Linked DNA regions of Sus scrofa: regions 1 and 3 are each linked to region 2. The links are chromatin contacts, called in public HiChIP or PLAC-seq maps. All regions are on one chromosome and are shown on one strand. The core of a region is the stretch at or near the end of the contact, and the rest is flanking DNA. Distances in the headings are between cores, read along the strand shown. Region 1 has its middle 360 kb from the start of QKI. Region 2 has its middle 500 kb from the start of QKI. Region 3 has its middle 280 kb from the start of QKI.

Region 1 (2,715 bases), core at 77-2,576, 140 kb after region 2:
GCCAACAGCTGTAGCTCCAACTAGACCCCTAGCCTGGGAACCTCCATATGCTGCGGGTTCGGCCCTAAAAAGACAACAAGACCAAAAATAAATAAATAAATAAATAAATAAAGATACCCCCCAAAGCAATTAGTGCCAGTTTCTCTGTATCATTGCCAATTTGAAAAATGTTACTTCATTTTAGATTTAATTGGAATATTTCTGATACGTGAGGTTGAACATCTTTTTTTCTGTTTAAGGGCTACTTGATTTTTCTTCACTATGACAGATTATAACCTTGACCCATTTTTCCAAAGGATTGTTGATAATTTTCTTATAGATTTGTAGGGATTTGTAGGGGTTCTTCATGTATTAAAGAAATTAAGTTCTTGTGAAATATTGCAATCATTTTTAATTTTTATTTCATTTGTGATGTTCTTGCCGTGCACAATTTTCTTTAGTTTTAAGTAACCAGTCTGGGGTCAAATTTATAGAATTTTCCTGTGCTGACATTATTTTTTTTAATTTTTCCATGTCATCGTCTAACAACTTTAGTAATTTTATTATTGCACATACAAGTTCACTAGGAACTTATTTGGATGGCAAATAGGAAATTCAACTTTCATTTTTTCCAGATGTTGTACTGTAATTGTTCCAATGCTCTTTTATTGAATAACAGCATTTTCTCCACTGATTTGAAATCCCACTTTTATAATAAATACCTAGAATGCTTGGGGCTATTGTGGTCACATTGATCTATTTATACAGTAACCATATTATTACGGTTAACAAGTCTTCTCAAAATCTATCTGATTTAGATAAGCAGCCTTCCACTTAACAAACACATACTCAAAATGTATTGACTGTTAGGTATTGCACAGTGCTGTGGGTATTACCTGCTCAGATGCTTCGAGAACTATGCTTCTGCTACCTCAGATGGGACTAAGGGGATTGATTATTGGATGGGCTTTGCTTTTAGCTGGTAAATCCTGAGATAACAGGAGACCTTTGCATTGGTGTCCAAAGTCACACCCCCCAGAAGTCAACAGCTGAATTTCAGTAAGTCCATATATGATCAAAATCCTGTCCTAGAGCCAGCAATTCACTTTGGTTTGAAATCTAAGCCGCAGGCAACAGCTGTTTCTGAGCCTTACGCAAGCACAGAGACTTACTCACAGTGACCTTCACAGCTGGGAGTTTCAAATAGACTATTCTTTCAAACCAGTTGTTCCCTGAAACATTTGTCCCGTCTGCCCAGGGTTTTCCAGAGTTGGACCAGAATTGCTGGAGTCCTTCTGTTGTTACACCCTGCAGCCCAGGCCAGCTGCCAGCCCAGGGCCATCAGTGAATCTGAGGCCTGGCCCACATGGTATCAACTTACTTGCAGCTGTTCTTACCAGAGCTCAGTAGGCCCCCGGCATAATTCCCCTAAGTATTTAAAAAAAAAAAAAAAAAAAAAAAAAAAAAAAAGACTTTCTTTCTATGACTTTGTGGGAACATGCGCTAGGCTATTTGCTTTCTTATGGACAATGCTGGACACAGGGAGATAAACTCAGAGTCCAACCAGACCACACAAAATTAATTGATCATTAAGGTGAAAGTTTCACATGAGGTGGGGAAATAACATGCTTTTACAAAATGTCGTGTGTTTAAGGATCTGGAAGGGTTTGCAAGTATTAAACATTCTTCCACTTTACTACACCCACGGAGACGGAATGGCTAGACGATGCGAACATTCCCTTTTGAAAAACAAAGAAACAGGGTGATTGATGACCTCAGGTGGAAAAGAGCAAAGCAAAGGATATTATGCAAGTATTTTTGGACAATCAGCTATTTCAATACAAAGGGAGAGAAGTTCTTGATTAGGCGAGCCCTGATAATTAAGGGTGACCCTCACTGAGAGAAATTTATTCAGTTTATCCAATAGTCAAGAATGAAAAGCCATCTCACCTGAGAAGGTGCAGCGTAAGCAAAATGAGGCTTTTCATGGAACCTCCAAATTGGAAACACAATTTTGACAAACTTAATTTGATGAGAACCTCATATAATATGCATTTTCTTCTCATGCATGTGTTTTTGTCAAACTCTTAGAAGATACTATTATTTTTAGGGTATTACTCATTCTTTAAATCTCTTAAAGGTTAAAACAATGTAAAGAAGCCTCTCAATGTCAAATGCCTTTTTCAGTTGAAAAAAATCCCAAGGCATCTAAGAGAGTCACTAAAATGCATGAATGTGCTTGGAGCAAAAACAAAACCAACGTGAATGGAACACCAGAAAAGACGAGAGGGTACTTCAGATTATTTCTGAAACTAATAGGAGTGATGACCTAATGAAAAGTACTTTTATTGACCTCAACTCAGCATTGGACCTTAGGAACCAAATTAGGAGCCAATTCCCTCAATAAACTGCGAATTATTTTTGAAAGAGGAAGTGTGAGAGTTGCAAATGGCTCAGCGCCACACGAGTCAGTGTCTTTCGTTCAGATTTTCTGAGAAAAAAGTAAAAACCATCCTTTTGATACTAGTATCTTTGGGGACTATCATTGGACAAAGATGTCCTCTGTCTTGGTGTAAAATCCTAGCAATCGCTTTTTCCCTTTACATGTGAAAGTGTATAATATAAAGATTTGCACTTGATCTGTCAAATGGTACCTTTCCATTCCTAAGGCAAGAGTATGGAGGACAAACTATTTACTCTGTCTTGGCACATAGTAGGGCCTTCATATGTGGTTGT
Region 2 (2,700 bases), core at 134-2,633:
GACGCTGTGCTCCAGAGAACAAGGCTGGGGCTGTGCCAGTGGACCAGGGGCGGGGGGCGGGGGGTGGAGGCATTCTCTTCTAGAAGCTAACAAGAATAGAAAGGCTCCTGGAGTCTGAACTAAGAACAGTTTACTGGGTGTGAGCATTTTAGGTGATAGGATAAGTAGTCAGGGGCCTCAGAGACACAGAAGATCTGCATTAGACAAGAACACTTGCTTATTCAAAGGTAATCTAAACAATCAGAACTTTGGAAATATTTCAAACCGGGCATCCTGCAAAATTAAAAATTTCTCATTCCATTTTGTGTTTTCTGGTAAGGATCCCTTTTGCTCTGTCACAGTTACAAAATGATCAGTTTATGATCCCAAAGGAATATTTTTAAAGTAGGAGACTTCAAGAGAAAACCATATAATCCTAATAAAAATAAGATACCTTACTTTTCTGATTTTATGGGAAGGGTTTGTTCTCATAATATCTGTATATGACCAGGTCACTTTTTTTCCAATACAGAATCAATACTTCATTTGCCTACATTTGCCTCTTAAGTCTTATTTAAAAAAAACAAAAACAAAAACAAAAACTGCCAGTTGTTAAAACAAAGCATGTATATAGAAGCTAAGGAAAGCTAATCTCTATAATGTATGAATGAACCTAGGTCTAAACAAAGATATTGATAAGATTAGGACAAACACTCAAGATGAATTCAGTTCAAGATGAATTTTTAAAAAGGAATCACTAAGTGCTGTATCTCTCAGCACAGTTAAAAACAACAGTAAAAAAATATTGATAAGAAGTAGGCTTCAATTTTATATACTCTGGTAAATTTAGAATAAAATTGAAGTAAAATATTCTTCAAAACAGAACTCTTAGAAGAAAAGAGTAGATTTCCTACACTGATAGTCTACAAAGCACTTCCCAAAATATTCATAAAGTATCACACCATAAAGGTCCACAGCCGAACAAGTTTAGGGAAAATTCTGTGTGTTGTTTGAAATAATCTTTTCCTCTTAAAGGCTCTGAGAAGTTCTGCAAGAAAGAATCATGTTTTATTGTATTTAATTCACCATTTTCAAAACGTTCTTAAGGATAAGACACCATTTCTTCCTGCATCTCTGAAGAATATTCCTCAAGAAATACTAATCTGAGAAACAGTCTGATTTAAAGAGATCAGAGTCTCTGTGTTTATCACCCAAACTTTCAAAAGGACATGACGAGCTATTGAAAAACATTCCTTGAGATATTAACTCTTGCTGTTAGTCAAAAGCATGTCATCCATTTTTTTTCACAGCATAGGTTATAATTTGACCTCCTGGTCTCCCAGCTCTCTAGAGACCCTCACGTTTTCCCTGGCAATCCAGTCCCCAGAAATTCCAGCAGGGGGCTCTGTCTGCTAGTGCTGACCCTGAAGGACCTGAAGGCGGTTCAAGGTTAAGATGTCTCAACGACTAACAAGCTGGAAATGTCATCTGGCCTGTTAGGACACAGCATTACAAAAGTATGATCATGGTTCAAGAATGTTGCCATGAGAGAAATCAGTGCTCAGAATTTTATTATTAGGTGTTGCCATGTGTACATTTTCAAATATAGCTAAGAGGTCCCAACAGGGGAAAAAACAGAAACCAAGGAGTATTTTTATAAAATAAAATATAAAATAATTATGACTTATACTGAAAACAATTTCAAAAACTTAAAAGTTTCCCTACGCGATTGGCAACTCAAGGATGCTAGAGTTCTATCAAAAATAGTGCAGGAAAAAAACCCAAACTGTGAAAGTAAAACTGAAAGTCCGTGACATAAGTGACTCATACTGAGATGGACAAATACAACTCTTTAAAAATAATCTCCCCAAAGGAAGGAAGCACAAGGGTACATTGGCGAAGTTCACGTCCGTAATCTAGGTTATTTTCTCTTTTCCCATCTTGCCCTCCCCATCTTCCCCCTCAAAACAGTGTTTTAAACACTTACAAATTAGGTTATAAAGAGATAAAAAAAAAACTTCTGATTCTAACGGAAAGCAGCACCACTTTAGCCAGAATAGTGGGAAAGATGACAAATAAAGTACCCTGACAAGAGGGTCAGAAATAAAAAACAGACTAAGTGGACACACAAAGCTTTTCACTCTTGCCTTAGGCACCAGAGAGGGTGGCTGCTTGGAGGGGTGTTTATTTCCACTGGGAAAGAAATCTGTAGCACGGCAGGTGCAAGTGGCTAATAAATTATGACATTTGCAGGAGGGTGGAACAATTTATTCCTTCCCAAGCCTCAGGAGAGTTTGTGTGTAAAACACCCTCACATGTGCACACACACACACACACACACACACACACACACAACATTTCACCAGTCAAGCAGTCAAACCTTTACCATTCCTTTAGTGAAACGCCAAAACTCTCTCTGTAAAGAAACTCTATATGAGACAAGGGCACTGCACTCTCATTTTCCCATAAATGTGGATGCTTCTGAGAATGAGATGGTTTTCATCCAGCATTGTGATTTCGTTATAAGTCAGTGTCATGTAAAGATGTTTCTCCCACATACTCTATACTCTCCTGGATTTCATTTTGTCCCAGGGAAGTGCTTGTTGGAATGAATGCTACATGTATACTGTAAACTGTGTGCCAAAGGCAGACTGGGGAAAAAACAGCATAACTTAAGAAAATAATAACATTTTCCCACAAAGGGACCTTTCCCTTTCACCT
Region 3 (2,810 bases), core at 1-2,500, 220 kb after region 2:
GAACTCCCAAGGAGGATAAGCCACACTGAGGACTAACCCCCAGGACCTGCGCCCCAGACCAGAGGCCAGGCTCAGGAGCTAGGCCTCCCTCCCTCCGGAGACCTGCCAACACCCAGGCCTGCAGATGATGAGCTAGGGAAAATGATGGAATCTTGTTCCCATGAGCGTGTTCTCCAGCTGATGGCTCAATCCTGTCCCCAAACCCAGCGTGGCCACGTGTGGCCACGACAGAACAGCCCACAGCCAGAAGATCAGAAAAATGCTGTATTTTTCCCTATCCAAAATCTGATTTTTTTAAGACCAAATCAGCTGTAAGCCAGGAAAGAAAGATCATGCAAGAGGTCAGTGGCTGAAAACTACCCATACAAGCCCTCTCTGTCCTCCTGAAATAAAGGCCAGGAAGACTTTCTCTCTCCTGCCCCGGGCCTCTCCCTCCCTTTAGATGTAAATTTTCCACGACTGCCCTATTGCACGGGTGTCTCTGCGTTGGTGGGTCTCCTCCGCCAGAAACAGATTCCTGCGAACAAAGAGTCTGATTCATTTTCATTTGCTCCACAAAATTTGAGCCTCTGCACATAGTAGGCGCCCAAAGAGCTACTGAATTGTACAGAAGCAAACCAGATTGAACCGAATCGGAGCCTTGTCTAACCCTCTCTGGGAGCCCCCGAGACGCTGACACAAAGTCGGGGGTCGCCCTTTCCAACAAGGTGGCACAGTGCAGGGGCAGGAGCCCTCGGGTTTGATAACACCCTCCAAGCAGCTGCAAAGAGCAGAGGAGGCAGCGTCCCTGCCTCCCAGCTGTAGGTCGGCTGGAGTTGCCAAGCAGGATGTGGGCACACGGAGCAGCTGTGTTTCGGACACTCTGCGGCAGACGTACAATTTTCCCCGCAGCCCTGCCACAGAATTCCTTTCATTTCCAAACTCGTGATGTACATTAAAGGGTGGCCAAAGAGAACTTTGAAATCTGGCCTTCATCATTGCGGTCTTGTGCCAGTTCTTCCAAACCCTTTTTTTGTTGTTGTTGTTGTTACTTCTGAGCATCACTTTGCTGCCAGAAAAAGGATGTTTGCTTCAGAAATACTACAAAACTCAGAACTGGCAAGTGCAAATGGCTCTAAATTTAGGAAATATTATTCACCCAACCCATGTGCAAATAATATTTCTCTTCCCACCCTTCCAAGGCCTGCCTTGGCCCAGAAGTCAGAGTTTAGCGGAACCTCGGTCCCCCAAGCCTGTCCTGGGGCATGGGGTTGGGGGGCTGTGGGGGAGGGAGACAGGTGCTGCGCGCAGGCGCACTGCGCATGCGGCAGGGCCGCCCGGTCCCCAGCAGTGAACTGTGGCGGTGCCCCCCTCTTTTGGCAAAAGCAGAGCTGCGGTGGGTGGAGAAGAGGAAAACATCTGCCTTCCTCATCTGGCGTTCAACGTACGGCTTCCCTGAAGGACTCGGAGGGGAGAACAGAGCGTTCTAACTGGCTGGACACTCCTGCGTGGGCGGGCGGTGTGGAAAGCTCGTTTGTCCTGGGGTGCAGGGCATGAAGCCCTCGGACAACCGATCAGCAGGGCCAGATCTTGCCCTTGACCTCTCCCCCCACAATCCCCAAAGGTTGTGAGCATTGCTTTCACCCTCGGTGTCAACACCGTGGCGAACGCAGCCCGAATGCGCATGCTCTGTGCGCAGCAGGTGGAAGTTTCCCAAAGGACACACAGGGCACTTGAGCGCGACTTAAGTAATGCCAGGAAGGAAAGAACCAGGGGGTCTTGGGCTTTGTGTGCCTTATGTCGATCATGACTTTGAAGCCTGAAGGCGTCTTGTTTCCTCCATCACATGCTGCTCCCCCGTTTCAGATGACAGTTCATCTCATTTTGGTTCCTCTGACCATTACTCATTTTGGCCGTCCTTCCAGATGCTCCGAGAGCCGCTCCAAGGTCATCCATCGCCAGGATGCTAGGGGCTGGTGTTACAAGGGGCTCTGATCCGCAGGTTAAGGCACAGGCAGAAAGTTCCGCGTGAAGTTAGTCCAACGTTGGCAAGTAGCCAAGATGGGGGGAGGGGCGTCGGTACAGATAAGCCAGCTTCCCCCAGCCTGCTGCCGGGAGAGACTGGGTTCACACTCGGGGCAGTTTTCCCTTCAAGGAGTAAGAAAGAGGACTTGCTATTCTTGAGCTGATTGAAGTTTTAGTTTAAAAAAAATTAAAAGGCTTGTATGAAAGCAGGAAATAGGACAGGAAGTCCTAGAAGTAACCAAACTAATCAGGGTAGCCCCGCCTCGGCTACAACCAAGGTCTCCTGTGGTCCAGAGGCCACCCGCCCTCCCCACCCTGAGCTGGGCGTATGCCTGTGAATCACGTGATGTAGGGAGGCACAGATTCCTGGCAGGGTCTGCGGCTGTGGGTCTGAGCACAGCCCAGGATTCTGTTTGTGTGTTTGATAATCTCCAGGTGATCTGGATACACAGCCAGATTTAGACTTATCTCCAGAACTCAGACTTGCTGATTTTCTTCCCATATCTATGAAATGCAAATGTTGGGTTTTGTTATTAAAAAAAAAAAAGGATTGAAAATCGATTATAAAACTCAAGGAAAATGTTCTGGGCTATTTAAATACAAGTTTTACTTGAGTATTATTTTGGCGTTCATTTTGTGGGCCATACCAGTTTGTGAACATTCTATAAGGTTTTCATAAGGCATTTTATATTCATAATCAAGTTTTGAGAGGGCCCCTGTAGCTAATATGTCTCAAAATCAGTTTTATTTATTTGTGGGAAGTGATGCTTAGGAGCCACTGGCTTGGACAGCTAGCTCCCAATGCT

Evidence for each region. HiChIP or PLAC-seq counts read pairs in DNA pulled down with a chosen protein or histone mark.
Region 1: a contact with region 2 is called in an H3K27ac HiChIP or PLAC-seq map of skeletal muscle. The contact joins two enhancer-like sites. A contact is called at or near these places in 4 of 47 Hi-C or Micro-C datasets (embryonic fibroblasts, heart right ventricle and skeletal muscle) and 1 of 2 datasets of contacts at active chromatin or transcription factors (skeletal muscle).
Region 3: a contact with region 2 is called in an H3K27ac HiChIP or PLAC-seq map of skeletal muscle. The contact joins two enhancer-like sites. A contact is called at or near these places in 10 of 47 Hi-C or Micro-C datasets (brain, embryonic fibroblasts, fetal heart ventricle and 5 more) and 1 of 2 datasets of contacts at active chromatin or transcription factors (skeletal muscle).

Annotation. Positions count from the first base shown.
Region 1 is chr1:4,523,460-4,526,174 of Sscrofa11.1, forward strand. No RefSeq gene overlaps it. Among named protein-coding and RNA genes, the nearest start is that of QKI, 360 kb to the right of the region's middle. Within about 2 kb of position 1,327, at least 8 of the 83 cell types and tissues checked have an H3K27ac peak or open chromatin away from gene starts, as enhancers often do. A contact at or near this core is called in skeletal muscle, where this site is marked.
Region 2 is chr1:4,381,103-4,383,802 of Sscrofa11.1, forward strand. No RefSeq gene overlaps it. Among named protein-coding and RNA genes, the nearest start is that of QKI, 500 kb to the right of the region's middle. Within about 2 kb of position 1,384, at least 30 of the 83 cell types and tissues checked have an H3K27ac peak or open chromatin away from gene starts, as enhancers often do. A contact at or near this core is called in retroperitoneal adipose tissue, skeletal muscle and subcutaneous adipose tissue, where this site is marked.
Region 3 is chr1:4,598,576-4,601,385 of Sscrofa11.1, forward strand. No RefSeq gene overlaps it. Among named protein-coding and RNA genes, the nearest start is that of QKI, 280 kb to the right of the region's middle. Within about 2 kb of position 1,251, at least 24 of the 83 cell types and tissues checked have an H3K27ac peak or open chromatin away from gene starts, as enhancers often do. A contact at or near this core is called in retroperitoneal adipose tissue, skeletal muscle and subcutaneous adipose tissue, where this site is marked.